4 separate regions of the Mus musculus genome follow, and regions 1, 3 and 4 are each linked to region 2. Evidence: chromatin contacts called from public Hi-C, Micro-C and capture Hi-C data. All regions are on one chromosome and are shown on one strand. The core of a region is the stretch at or near the end of the contact, and the rest is flanking DNA. Distances in the headings are between cores, read along the strand shown. Region 1 overlaps Fanca (Fanconi anemia, complementation group A). Region 2 holds the start of Def8 (differentially expressed in FDCP 8). Region 3 holds the start of Spata2l (spermatogenesis associated 2-like). Region 4 holds the start of Chmp1a (charged multivesicular body protein 1A).

Region 1 (2,700 bases), core at 176-2,675, 150 kb before region 2:
CACACACACACACACACGGAATGCTTGCTCAGCGTGCACAAAGCCCTGGGCTCCATGCCAGTCCTACACATGAAACTGGGGATGAGCACATGCCTGTAATCCCAGCGCTTGACAGGTGGAGGCAGAAGGCTCAGAAGTTCAAGGCCAGCCAAGGATACAGAAGACCCTGTTTAATAAATAGTTTAAGCTGCAAAGACCAAACCTGAACACTGGCTCCTTCTCTAGATGCCCCCTCACTGCTGACAGAGCCACACGGCACTGAGGAATGGTTGGACATGCCAGCCCCACTTGGCAGGGACGTCAGCTCACGGGTCACGGCTTCCCAGGGCCAAGCAGCTCTATCACTGTTCTCATAGGTACAGATATCCCCAACCCAGGCTGCTGGGTTTGATTCCACGTGGTGGATCATCACCGTCTGTCTGTACTAGAGATCCAACCCCCTCTCCTGGCCTCTGCAGACCCCGGGCATACACACGATGCAGACATACAATAGGCAATAACACATACACATATATAAAATAAAAAACCCTCTAACATACTACAAGCAAACTGTCCAGTTAGAGAATAACCGTGCTTGACTGCAGTATGCTGTGGCCCTAAACTGTTCATGGAGACATCAAATACAGAGCAGGTTGTACACCATGCTTCCTAGAAGGTAGGGGCGTGGCTAACTGTCAAGCCCTCCAAGACAATAAGCCCATGAGCTCATTGTTTGGTCCCCAGGTACCATGGGCAGGCAAAATCACAAGTCTGCCGAACCTGGGTGAGAAAAATCAGTCCACTGAAGACGGATGCAGGTGACCAGCATGTCACAGGAATGGAAAGTACAGGAACTGAAGGTGACCAAGAGCCTTACTTTCAGGCTGCTGCTTCTCAGCAGAGGCACAGGCTTTCCGGTAGGCATCGTAGATCGAGGAGGGAATCTTATCTGCTCTAGATAAAAAGGAAGCAATGTCACCATCAGCTATGACAGTGTTTCGGTTCCAGAGCCACCCCGACAGTGCACACTGTATCATTTCGTGTTTTAGTCCTTTTTTCTGGTGCTGGGAATGAATCCACTAGGCAAACGGTCTACCACAGGGCTACATCCCTAGCCACTTATTAGTTAAAAATCATTAAAATCTTCAGGTGACATGCAGCAGCCTGTGCGACCATCTCTAGACTGTCTCTCTCATGATGGTTCTGGACTGTCTGTTTGGGACGGTCTTTTTCTCTGGAGCACAGCCTCCCGTTTGAATTTTGCCAGTCTCAGAAGGTAGGACTGAGGCAGCCTCAGTTCCACGAGACTATCTGTGCTGACCTCTCTCTGTGTGTTATTTCCAGCGGCACCCAAAGCCACGTGTTACTCAGTGAGACGCCTGGGTAGGTCCACCCTGCCAGGTGGCTGTGGCCAATGTCACTGCAAACCCAGACAGCCCTGGTTCCTATCAACACTTCTACGTCACTATGACAAACACTGTCAGCGAAGGACACTTGCAGAGGAGCAGGAGTGTAGCTCAGTGGTAGAGCCCTTGCCTGGTGCACACAGGGCTTGGGTTCTATTTCCAGTACCACAAGAAGAAAAAACAAAAACAAAAACAAAAAACTAGATGAAATAAAACTTTTGGGTTTTTTTTTTTTTTTTTATTGGTTGTTTGTTTTGATGAGAAAATCTCACTATGTAGCCCTGGCAGACCTGGAACTTATTATGAAGACCAAGCTCTCCTCAAACTCACAGACATGAGCCTGCCTCTACTTCCTGCTTCTACCTTTCAAGTACTGGATGTACCACGGGGCCCAGCTTGAAATAAAAGAAACCTAAAAAGAAAAGAGAAGAGAAGAGAAGAGAAGAGAAGAGAAGAGAAGAGAAGAGAAGAGAAGAGAAGGAAAGCAAGCAAGCCTCGGACCAAACTAATAATCATTTACAAAACTGGGTCCACAGCCAATGGCTATGACTCTGTGAAAGTCAGCCAACTAATGTTTTCATACCACATTCTGCTAACCCTTCAGCAGAGCAGAATCTTTGACTCAGCAAACAGAAAGAAGTTAACCAATTCATATATTAAGATACTAAAAGCAGCCACGGTACCTGAGAGGACTAGAGATACAGGCACTAAATGGAGTTGAGATCAGACATGGTGGTCCATGCCTGTAATCTTAGCACTTAAGAAGAGACAGATGTAGGGAGGTTAGCCTGAGCTGCACAGTAAGACCTGTCTCAAAACAAGTAAAAGCAGGTGTAGTGTGGATACCTGTACTCTGCGCTTGGGAGATGGAGCAGGAGAATCGGCAGTTCTAGGCTAACCTTAGCTACATGATAAGCTCAAGTGTGGGCTACATGAGACTGTTTCAAAAGACAGCAACATAAGGATGGTGTGGTAGTTTGAATATGCCTGGCCCATGGGAAGTGGCACTGTTAGGAGGTGTGGCCTTGTCAGAGGAAGTGTGTCACTCTGGGGGTGGACTCTGATGTCCTATACTCCAGTTCCACCCAGTGCAGATGAGTCAGTCCCTTTCTGGCTGCCTTTGGATCAAGTCCCTTTCTGGCTGCCTCTTGGCTCCTCCAGCACCTCGTCTGCCTGGATGCTGCCATGCTTCCCACCATGATGATAATGGACTGAACCTCTAAAACTGTAAGCCAGCCCCCATTAAATGTTTGTCTTTCTCAGACTTGCCTTGGTCATGGTGTCTCTTCACAGCAGTAAAACCCTAACTAAGACA
Region 2 (2,700 bases), core at 44-2,543:
CAAAAAAAAAAAAAAAAAGAAAGAAAAGAAAAAAAAAAAGAAAAGAAAAGAAAAGAAAAAGTGCTGTTGCATCAACGGAGAAACTGTCAAGACTCATAGTAATGAAGACAGGCAGACGTGGCTCCATCCTTGACTCTCTGTGAAGGTGAGGGCCCAGTGCTAGTACAGATATTGGCTCATATCACAAGCACTGGTATAGGCCTTCTAGCACAGAAGTAATAATCCAAAACACTTGCCTTTAGCTCTTAGCCTTTGGGATGAGGAACAAAGAGTCAGTAGAAATGTCAGAGGAGAGTCATCAGACAGTAACGAGTGCCTCTCCGATATCTCTGCTCACAGATGAGGAGGAAGTATTAGGAGAGACATTTGGCTGTGGTTAGGAAAGACTGTATCCTAAAGGCTGAGCCAGAGAGGCCTAAGTGTGGACCTGGCCTGTTAGGGGTAAGGAGGGTGAAGTCTGGTGAGAGAGCTGGGAGGTGAAGTCTGAGGCAGACTTCTTCCCTGGGATCCTCCAACTGCTGGGCTTGAGGTGCAGAGGGAGTCTGAGGGTGCTGAGGCTGTCATGGCTGTGGTGTCACCGTGGGGTGGGGAAGAAGGGCTGGTCCTGAGTCCGGTGGAAGTTAGATCAGACAAAGGAATGTGATCAGGAACGCACTGAAGGTTGGCCTCAGGTGGGAATGATTTATTCACTATCAGACAGAGGTGTGTTAGGTGTGTGGTGTGTGTATGTCTCTGTGTGTGTATGTGGTTTGATGTGCGTGTGGTGTGTGTAGTGTTATGTTGTGTGATGTGTATGTGTGGTGTGTGTAGTGTGTGTGGTGTGTGTAGTGTGTATGTAGTGTGTCATGTGTGTATGAGGTGTGTGTGTATGTGTATGGTGTGTATAGTATGTGTGTAGTGTGTATAGTGAGTGTGTGGTGTGTATGTGGTATGTCGTGTGTGTGTCGTGTGTATGAGTGTGTGGTGTGTAGTGTGTGTGTATGTGGTGTGATGTGTGTGTGTGGTGTTATTGTTGTTTTCTCAGATAGGACCTTTGGAGCTTGAGACGCACCTTAAATGTCTCGATGGTGGTGTCCTGGGGACAGCTGAATGTCAGTGTTGGGGATGTGGGGACATTGAGGGGTTACCACTGTGGAACCATTCCCTTGAATGCAATTACTAAGGCGTGGGGGTGGGGGAACTCAGGAGAAAAGACTCAGGGCAAAGGTAATGGACTCTATGGACCAGAAGCAGGAGACTTGGAGGTGCTCCAGCGAGCCAGCAGGGCAATCGGTGTCATGAACCTCCTGGCCGGAGGCGGCAGCAGCGGGCGGAGGAGCCGGTACAGTGTATCAGCGGCGGCGAACTACAGTGTAGCCAGCCGGTCCGGTACAATGTAGCGGCAGCCAGGTAAGCCAGAAAGCGGTCTCTGTAGGTGTCGGGGGGGTCTGGTGGGAAAGCAGGCGAGGGTCCAGATCTCAGCATGCAATCGCCACTGGTCGGACTCCGGGATCGGGCTTCTGACCCACGCACTCATGGTGCAGAACTGGCAGAGGCCTCAAGCAAGACGTCCAGCTCCCGGCTGCCGCCTGCTGGCTCTCCGCTGTGCGCAAGGCCTTGGTGACCTCATTGGTCCCCGCAGTACGTAGGGCAGAGCTTAGCGTCCACAGATGCCGACCCCCACCCCCAATCACCGGGTGGCTTCAGAGCCTGAGTATGGGACTCCCGGCCCAAGGACCCGCAGGGACTCGCCTTCTGCTATGTTGAGCTTTTCTGAGCCTTCGGTTTCACAACTATGAAATGGGTGAGGAAGGTCGTAGAGACCTGCCCCAGTGGGGACAGTCGCATCCTCAGAATGAATTCACGTTATAGCGGGTAGAAATGTGAGGTGCGCTTTGTTGCGCCTTCTGGGGTAGTTGAGAATTATTAACACTGGTCCTGCTTGGCCTGGATTGCCTGTCCATCCTTTTTAAGGGTGTGAGCAAATAGGATGTACTTTGGACTCCTGTGGCCCTTGGACTAGCACTTTTTGGTGGCTAAAGTAACACACCGGAGGCGGGCTCTTATTCACCATAATCTGTCTTGAACTTTCACCCAGTGCCTCTGATGTACCACAGACCCTTGGTCTTACTCTGAGGGTTTCAGTTGTCAAGTTGTAATTATTATTCGATTTAGGAGAGACCTCTGCAGGGGCTGGATGGAACAGTTTTCTTTTTTTTTTTTTTTTTTTTTGTCCTTTCTTGAGTATCTTTCCTGAGGCCAACCACGGATTCTGGGTGCAGATCTCTGTAAGGCTGGTGGGGAAATAGGAGATGGGGTCCTACTCAAAGCCGGCTGTTGCTTCCTGCAGCCTGGGCTGGGCTGAGGTGCTGTCTATTCGTACTCAGCTGAAAGAGCAATATGGTTCTCCAAACTGGTTCCAGACAAACCAGGAAGATGGGTTAAATGGCTCCATTGCTTAATTCATTCCTTGCTTTTGTTCCTGGTCAGGTGGTGGCAGTGCCAGTCAGGACATACATAAGGGAGCCATTTTCCTGGGAAAGGTAGCCCAGAGGAGAGTGGAGGGCAAGCTCTGGTCAAGGTCTCCCTGTCCCTCTGACTATATTCTAAACCATCGGGAGGTTTCCAGAGAAGGCGTCTGGAAGGGGCTCCTGTGGGCTCCACCCAGTTCCTTTAGACTGGGCTGGTCACCACATGGCGTCGGTGACTGCCCAGCAGCAA
Region 3 (2,783 bases), core at 115-2,614, 210 kb before region 2:
GCTGCCTCTGTCCTCTGGGGCGGATGGGTGGGCTTCTAGCTTGACAGAACTGAATGAAAGTCCTGAGATCTCAGGTATTCCCGTGGAGCAGCAGGCTGGTGGGGTGTGGAGGGGGAGACGTTACCATGACAACCGGTGGAGGTTTACCTCGCCCACGTGCATTCTGACGTCATTGCCTTCCCACTCAAAATTAGCTCAGAGCGGCCCTACCCCCTCTAAGTGGTCTGCCATCTGACCTAAGGACTAGGCCAGCCCTGGACCTGGCCGCCTAACCTGGACCCAGGCAGGAATAAGATCCCTGCTGTTCTGATCTGCTGTTCTCTTCCCAGTCTTAGCAGCCTCCTTTTACAGATGGGGACCAGTCCACATCTTAGAGGAGTTAGGATGACCATAGGACATCAAGTACCTCCCTCACCCACCCACGTCTACCCTAGAATTTCCATGGCAACTAGGGCAGTGAGACTACTTTGAGGACAGCCATATAAGTTCTAGGTGAATGACTGGTAGGCATGCATCCCAACACGCCCACGAGCCCTCAACGCAGAACCCTCCCCTGAAGAGGATCTGCAGCCCTCAAACAGCCTGGACAAGGACGGGAGTGAAGGAGCACCACTGATGCCATACCTTGATAGTGGTGAACTCCTTTCTCCAGGGCAGCAGGTACAGGTGCACAGCGGCCAGCTCTAGGAGCTCAAAGGCGCGGGCCAGATCTTGGAGGGCCGGTGCCAGGTCAGCCCGCCCCCACAGGCCATCAGTGAACAGGGCTAGCGCATCGTCCTGTAGCGCCCCGTGCAGGTCAAAGTCTTCCACCAGAATCTGCCAGAGCACCGCGCGCAGCGAGGGGTCGCCGCAAACGCCCGCGCGGCCGCGCCGCAGCTCGCGCTCCAGGCACTGGCGATAGTCCTCGGACAGTGAGCTGCTGCCCATCCTGATCAGGTCCGGGATGAGGTGTCAAACTAGAGACCATGTCATCTCAGCTGTGTGTGCGACTCTCAACCCCGCACCCAGCAAGCCCAGGGCTCCCTCCAACCTGGAAATAGGGACCTTGGCAGCTTAGCCAACTCTCGGAATCTATGGTCCCTGAGACGTGGACGCTGACAGCTCAGTGACCACAGTATTTGTAGCCTCCCCTCCCCAGGACACCTTCAGCCCCGCTTGCTGAGCGTCCTCGTATCAACAGCTCCGCTCCCACTAGCTGAACCTCTTGCAGCCAGAGCCCCTCTCCCACTGACGGTCCCCGTGGGCGGCGGTGCTACCTGCTAGTCGCCAGCTATTCCAGAGAGCTCCGCTTGGGCCTGGGTCTCTCCTCGCTCTTCCGCAGAAAGTCAAGCCCGCCCCTTGGCCTTGGTCGTGACGTTGGTGGGCGAGGCTGGAGTCGGGTGCCGCCCTTTCGGCTAAGTAGGAGGGTGGAGGTGTAGGCGTGGCCTGGGCGAAGCTGGGCGTGGCCCTCCCCTGCAGCTCACCTTTTGAAGTTCTCTCAGATTCACTAGTTAGTCTTTCAGCTAGTCTGAGTGGGAGTACACAGTGGGTGTATGATCACTGGTCGCCAAGATGTGCCTAGCGGAACCGGTCTGAACCAGGCTGGACTTTGGCTCCTCAAGCCAACCCACAGAATAGCCAAATACCGGCTAGGCGGGGCCTGTCTTGGCAGATCATGGACCAAAGGAGGTCAAACACACGTATTTAAGTACAATTTAAAACGGGTGGGGTGGTGGACTGCCCAGTGGGTATGAGCACCTGCGTGGCAGCTCATTTTTTTGTCTTTAACTCCAGTTCCCAACATCCACTTCTGGCCCCTGCATCTGGTGTTTTTGATGCACATGCATGCAAACAAAATAATTATAAATAATAGAACGGGAGGTCCTTCGGACTGCCTCTGCAGGCTTTGTTTCCTGGTCTCTGGCACTTCATTTCTTAGTCCCTGAGAAAGTCGGTTAGGGAGTATTTGAGGCAGGATGAATGTATTCACCCTCCAGGACAAGGTGTTCCTTAAGTGTGTGACCTACAGACCTTCAAAACTGACCGGGATCCTGAAATCCAAGAATTGGTCTGGGTGACCTCAGGGAAACTGTTAACCTCAACTTGCTGTGGTCTTAGGCAACTCACTCAGGACCGAAGGCACCTTCTCCTTAATCTTAAACCCTAAGCTTCGTGTAAGCAGTAGCTTTTGCTTCATCCACTTCTGGGCAGCCTGCACCCTCGATCTCTCCAGCTCACCAAGCCTAGGCCAAGTTTGATCAAATAGAACCTGGCATAGGGGAGGTATCTGTCTTCTTGAATTTCTCACAGTCAAAGGACTTCAGATCGTGTAACTAAGCAGGCCACAGTCCCCAGGTGCCCTGCTGGCTATCACTGAACATAGAGGTCTTTTGTTGTGAGCTCACCAATCCAAAGGGGAACCTTGGTTGGCTTTCGAGGTTGCTTCAACTCACAGTGACATAGTTTAACTTCTGACAAATCATAAAGATTCCATGCTTGCCTTGTTTCAAGACAAGCCTGGATCCCGCCTGCGGCAGAACAAGGGGATTAACAGAAAAAGGAAGAGGCCTTGGGGGCAGGGGTGTGACCCTGAGGTAGAACAATTGCTTGCTTTGTGTAAGGTCCCCAGGTTCAGTCTCTAGCATTGCAAAAAATTATGTTACACTAACGTCGAAGCTAATGTTCACCTGCAAAAGTGTTCTTTTCTTCTATTTGTAACTTGTAAATTATTCTGGATTGGGATGAGCCTTGAACTAACGATATTGATGTTCTTCCTCCAACCTCTCTCTCTGTGTGTGTGTGTG
Region 4 (2,794 bases), core at 131-2,630, 230 kb before region 2:
CATTTTAGCCCGTACTTTCATGTAGACTCTAGAGGGACTGGACTCTGAAAATCGGGAGAACCCTGTTGTGAGCTGCAGAGTGAACTGTAATGTCAGACAAGGGTCCATCTTCTTCCCAAGGGACAGTCTAGGATTCTTTTTTGCTTGTTTGTTTTTGTTTTGTTTTTCGAGACAGGGTTTCTCTGTATAGCCCTGGCTATCCTGGAACTCACTTTGTAGACCAGGCTGGATTAAAGGCGTACGCTACCACGCCTGGCTCAGTCTAGGATTCTTACGTCTTCTACAACAATGACACAGTACTTTAGCTTTCTACATTTCAGAAAGCAGTTTAAAAACAAAACAAAACCTCCATTACAGCCCTAGGCGGTGGCACAGACCTTTAATCCCAGCAGTGGGGAGGCAGAAGTAGGCAGATCTCTGAGTTCAAGGGCAGCTTGGTGTATACAGTAAGTTCTAGGCCAGCCAAGGCTACATAGAGAAGCAGTCTCATACAAACAAAAACTCTATGATACTAGCCCATAAAACCTATTATGAGTTCCTTGGGAGTCTAGAGGTTGGAGCCACGGCAGGTCGAAGTGACTCGTGACTCATACTGCTACGGGTGGTTCCCTTCCAACCTGTTAACCTAAGGTTAACCGGGCCCTCCTACTAGGAGGGAACCCAAAATCCTACTGTTTGGCACTTGAACTCCTTTGTATCTTAATTACTATTTCTCTGGGTACTTTTCTGGTGCCTTCTGACCACACTCCGTTGTCCCCAAACAGAAACAAAACAAACAGGGAGAGTGGCTAGTGGAAGTGGCCTGGATCGGGGGTCGGGTGTAGGATCATTTGGACAAGATTCAGGGTTTGGATCCCGGGCGTGGGGTGCAGGCCTGGGGAGATCTGGTAAAGAAACAAGACCCAGGGGTAAGAGCTGGCTGGGGGTCTGGAATCAAGAATCGGGAGCTGGCTTCTGCTGGGTTGTGCGATCGAGGCCCAGGAGAGGGTTTCAGCTAGGATGTCAGGGTTCAGGCACCGGGTCGGGTCCTGGTGGCTACACGGGCTGCAGGCCCCAGGGCAGGTCCTAGTCGGAGGTCTCGAGCCCAGTGAGCTGGGGGCGGGTCCCGGTCCGAATACAGGGTATAGACTATGGGTCCCAGGCCCGGGGGGATAGAGTCTGGGGCTGAAGCCCGGGGCGGGTCCGGCTGGGTTATGGGGCTGAGGCGAGACGTCCGCAGACTCCCGCTCCGACCCCGAAGTGGATGACAGCCCCTTACCGTCCATGGCCGGTCGGGCTAGCACAGCCCTCGGGGCGGCGCAGGGGACGCGATGTTACGGACCCGCTGTCTCCGCGAGGGCTTCCGGGGTCGCCACCGCTTCCGGTCGCGCGGCCGGCTGTCGCGAGAAGATAGCTCCGGGGCGGGGCTTGGGCGGGGCCTGGGCGGGGCTCAGGCACGGCTCGCGCGGCACGCGGTTGCCATGGTAATGAGCTCCCGGAGCCTAGTGTGGGTTTTGTGAGTCGGTCGGGTTAACCGGCCCCGAGGCCGCCCGGCTGGAGCGGCGGGGTCACCTATGGGCCAGTCGAAAAGCAAACCCAGAGAGAAGAAAGGTAAAGGGCGCCGCCTGGCGGCGAGGCCCGCCCTCCGTGCGGGCGTCCGCGGGCTGTAGGTCTAACGGCTTGTCCGTCCGTGTGTTTCAGAGGAGGAGAAGAGCACTACCACTTTAGTTACAAAGTCTAAGGAGAAAGTAATGGAGAAGGAGGCCAAGCAGTCTGACAAGGAGTCGCAGCCTGCCGAAAGCCTGTTGTTCGCGACATCCAAGCACTCAAGGCCGTCGTCTTCGTCTGAAGGTAGGGAGATCCAGAGGAGACCGGCCGCGGCAAGGCAGCAGGGATGGGACCTCTTTCTAAGGATGATGACCCGGGAGGTAAATATTACAGGGTTCTCGGTGCAGGGAAGGTGAGCGAGAGCACTGCCCTTGGCTCTAGGCTAGGCTATAACAGGGATTTCAAGGGCATCTTGTATATCTGGAGACCCTGTTTCAGAAGGAAAAAAGAAATTGAGACGAAACTTGAGCGATCCATAAAGTGTTCCCCAAAGAGGGTTAGTAGGGTGCTCTCTGGTCCCACAGTGATCCCTTCAACATGTTACAGCTTGGAGCAGAATTCTCCTCGGGTGATTGGCCAGGCTGCTGTGTGACTGACTCCTGAGCGGAGAGGGCTTGGTGTCCCTCAGCCTGGCCACAAAGATGGGAGGGCGTCTCAAGGTAGAAAGGACCGTGAGTGGGACAAAAGTGTTTCTTTTCACACCCAGCATTTGGCAGACACCAGAAACTGCTGCGAATTCCACTTTTCCCCGAGGCAGACGTTTGGCCTGTTTCTACCTTTTATAGTAGCTTGGTATGGCCACACAGAAGGAAACGTACAGAGCCTTCCGACACTGTGACACCCCCCCCCCCCCCATTGTCAGAAATAGAACTGTTGCAGGTTTAAAACAAGGAAGGCATTAGGAATTGGATGCTTTGTCTTTCTGGTTCCAGAATGGAGGCCTGTATGAAAAACAGAGCCCTAGGAGGACCTACCCCAGGCTCACTGCCGGAATCTGGTGGAAGCCAGAGGCGCAGTAGCCGAGGACAGTTGAGAAGGATTGGAGGTAGAAAGCACAGACCCTCCTCTCATTTGAGAAAGAGGTTGAGGCACCCATGGGTCTTGGGGAGGCAGTTTGAAATCCAGGTGCTGGGACTGGATTTCTGAGGTCTGACCTTGAAGCTTAGGGGCCCCTCATCTGAGGCTAGAAGGCTACACAGAGGCTGCA

Evidence for each region. A called contact is a pair of places that touch in the nucleus more often than the background predicts. Capture Hi-C pulls out chosen DNA fragments and counts their contacts.
Region 1: a Hi-C map of liver shows a contact between it and region 2, with 2.0 times the contacts expected there. The contact joins the enhancer-like site here to the promoter of Def8 in region 2. A contact is called at or near these places in 3 of 39 promoter capture datasets (the C10 cell line, cranial neural crest and maxillary cranial neural crest), 1 of 484 Hi-C or Micro-C datasets (liver), 3 of 115 datasets of contacts at active chromatin or transcription factors (effector CD8 T cells and embryonic stem cells) and 4 of 9 other capture datasets (adipose tissue, embryonic stem cells, liver and 1 more).
Region 3: a capture Hi-C map of embryonic stem cells shows a contact between it and region 2, with 2.6 times the contacts expected there. The contact joins the promoter of Spata2l here to the promoter of Def8 in region 2. A contact is called at or near these places in 1 of 484 Hi-C or Micro-C datasets (nephron progenitors), 6 of 115 datasets of contacts at active chromatin or transcription factors (bone marrow-derived macrophages, embryonic stem cells and pancreatic cancer cells) and 3 of 9 other capture datasets (adipose tissue, embryonic stem cells and pancreatic islet).
Region 4: a contact with region 2 is called in a Micro-C map of embryonic stem cells, with 3 times the contacts expected there. The contact joins the promoter of Chmp1a here to the promoter of Def8 in region 2. A contact is called at or near these places in 1 of 39 promoter capture datasets (erythroid cells), 1 of 484 Hi-C or Micro-C datasets (embryonic stem cells) and 3 of 115 datasets of contacts at active chromatin or transcription factors (bone marrow-derived macrophages, embryonic stem cells and memory CD8 T cells).

Annotation. Positions count from the first base shown.
Region 1 is chr8:123,290,541-123,293,240 of GRCm38.p6, forward strand. Fanca (Fanconi anemia, complementation group A) reads right to left here. Exons shown (of 43, transcript NM_016925.3): 21 at 857-933. Among named protein-coding and RNA genes, the nearest start is that of Fanca, 27 kb to the right of the region's middle. Within about 2 kb of position 1,426, at least 7 of the 459 cell types and tissues checked have an H3K27ac peak or open chromatin away from gene starts, as enhancers often do. A contact at or near this core is called in liver, where this site is marked.
Region 2 is chr8:123,441,663-123,444,362 of GRCm38.p6, forward strand. It overlaps Def8 (differentially expressed in FDCP 8), which reads left to right and starts at 1,294. Exons shown (of 12, transcript NM_054046.5): 1 at 1,294-1,389.
Region 3 is chr8:123,234,894-123,237,676 of GRCm38.p6, forward strand. Spata2l (spermatogenesis associated 2-like) reads right to left here and starts at 1,365. Exons shown (of 3, transcript NM_030176.3): 1 at 1,257-1,365; 2 at 625-956. The coding sequence starts at 927. It overlaps 4933417D19Rik (RIKEN cDNA 4933417D19 gene), which reads left to right and starts at 198. Exons shown (of 3, transcript NR_045849.1): 1 at 198-660.
Region 4 is chr8:123,211,408-123,214,201 of GRCm38.p6, forward strand. Chmp1a (charged multivesicular body protein 1A) reads right to left here and starts at 1,381. Exons shown (of 7, transcript NM_145606.3): 1 at 1,259-1,381. The coding sequence starts at 1,265. Spata33 (spermatogenesis associated 33) reads left to right here and starts at 1,451. Exons shown (of 3, transcript NM_177279.4): 1 at 1,451-1,590; 2 at 1,681-1,830. The coding sequence starts at 1,554.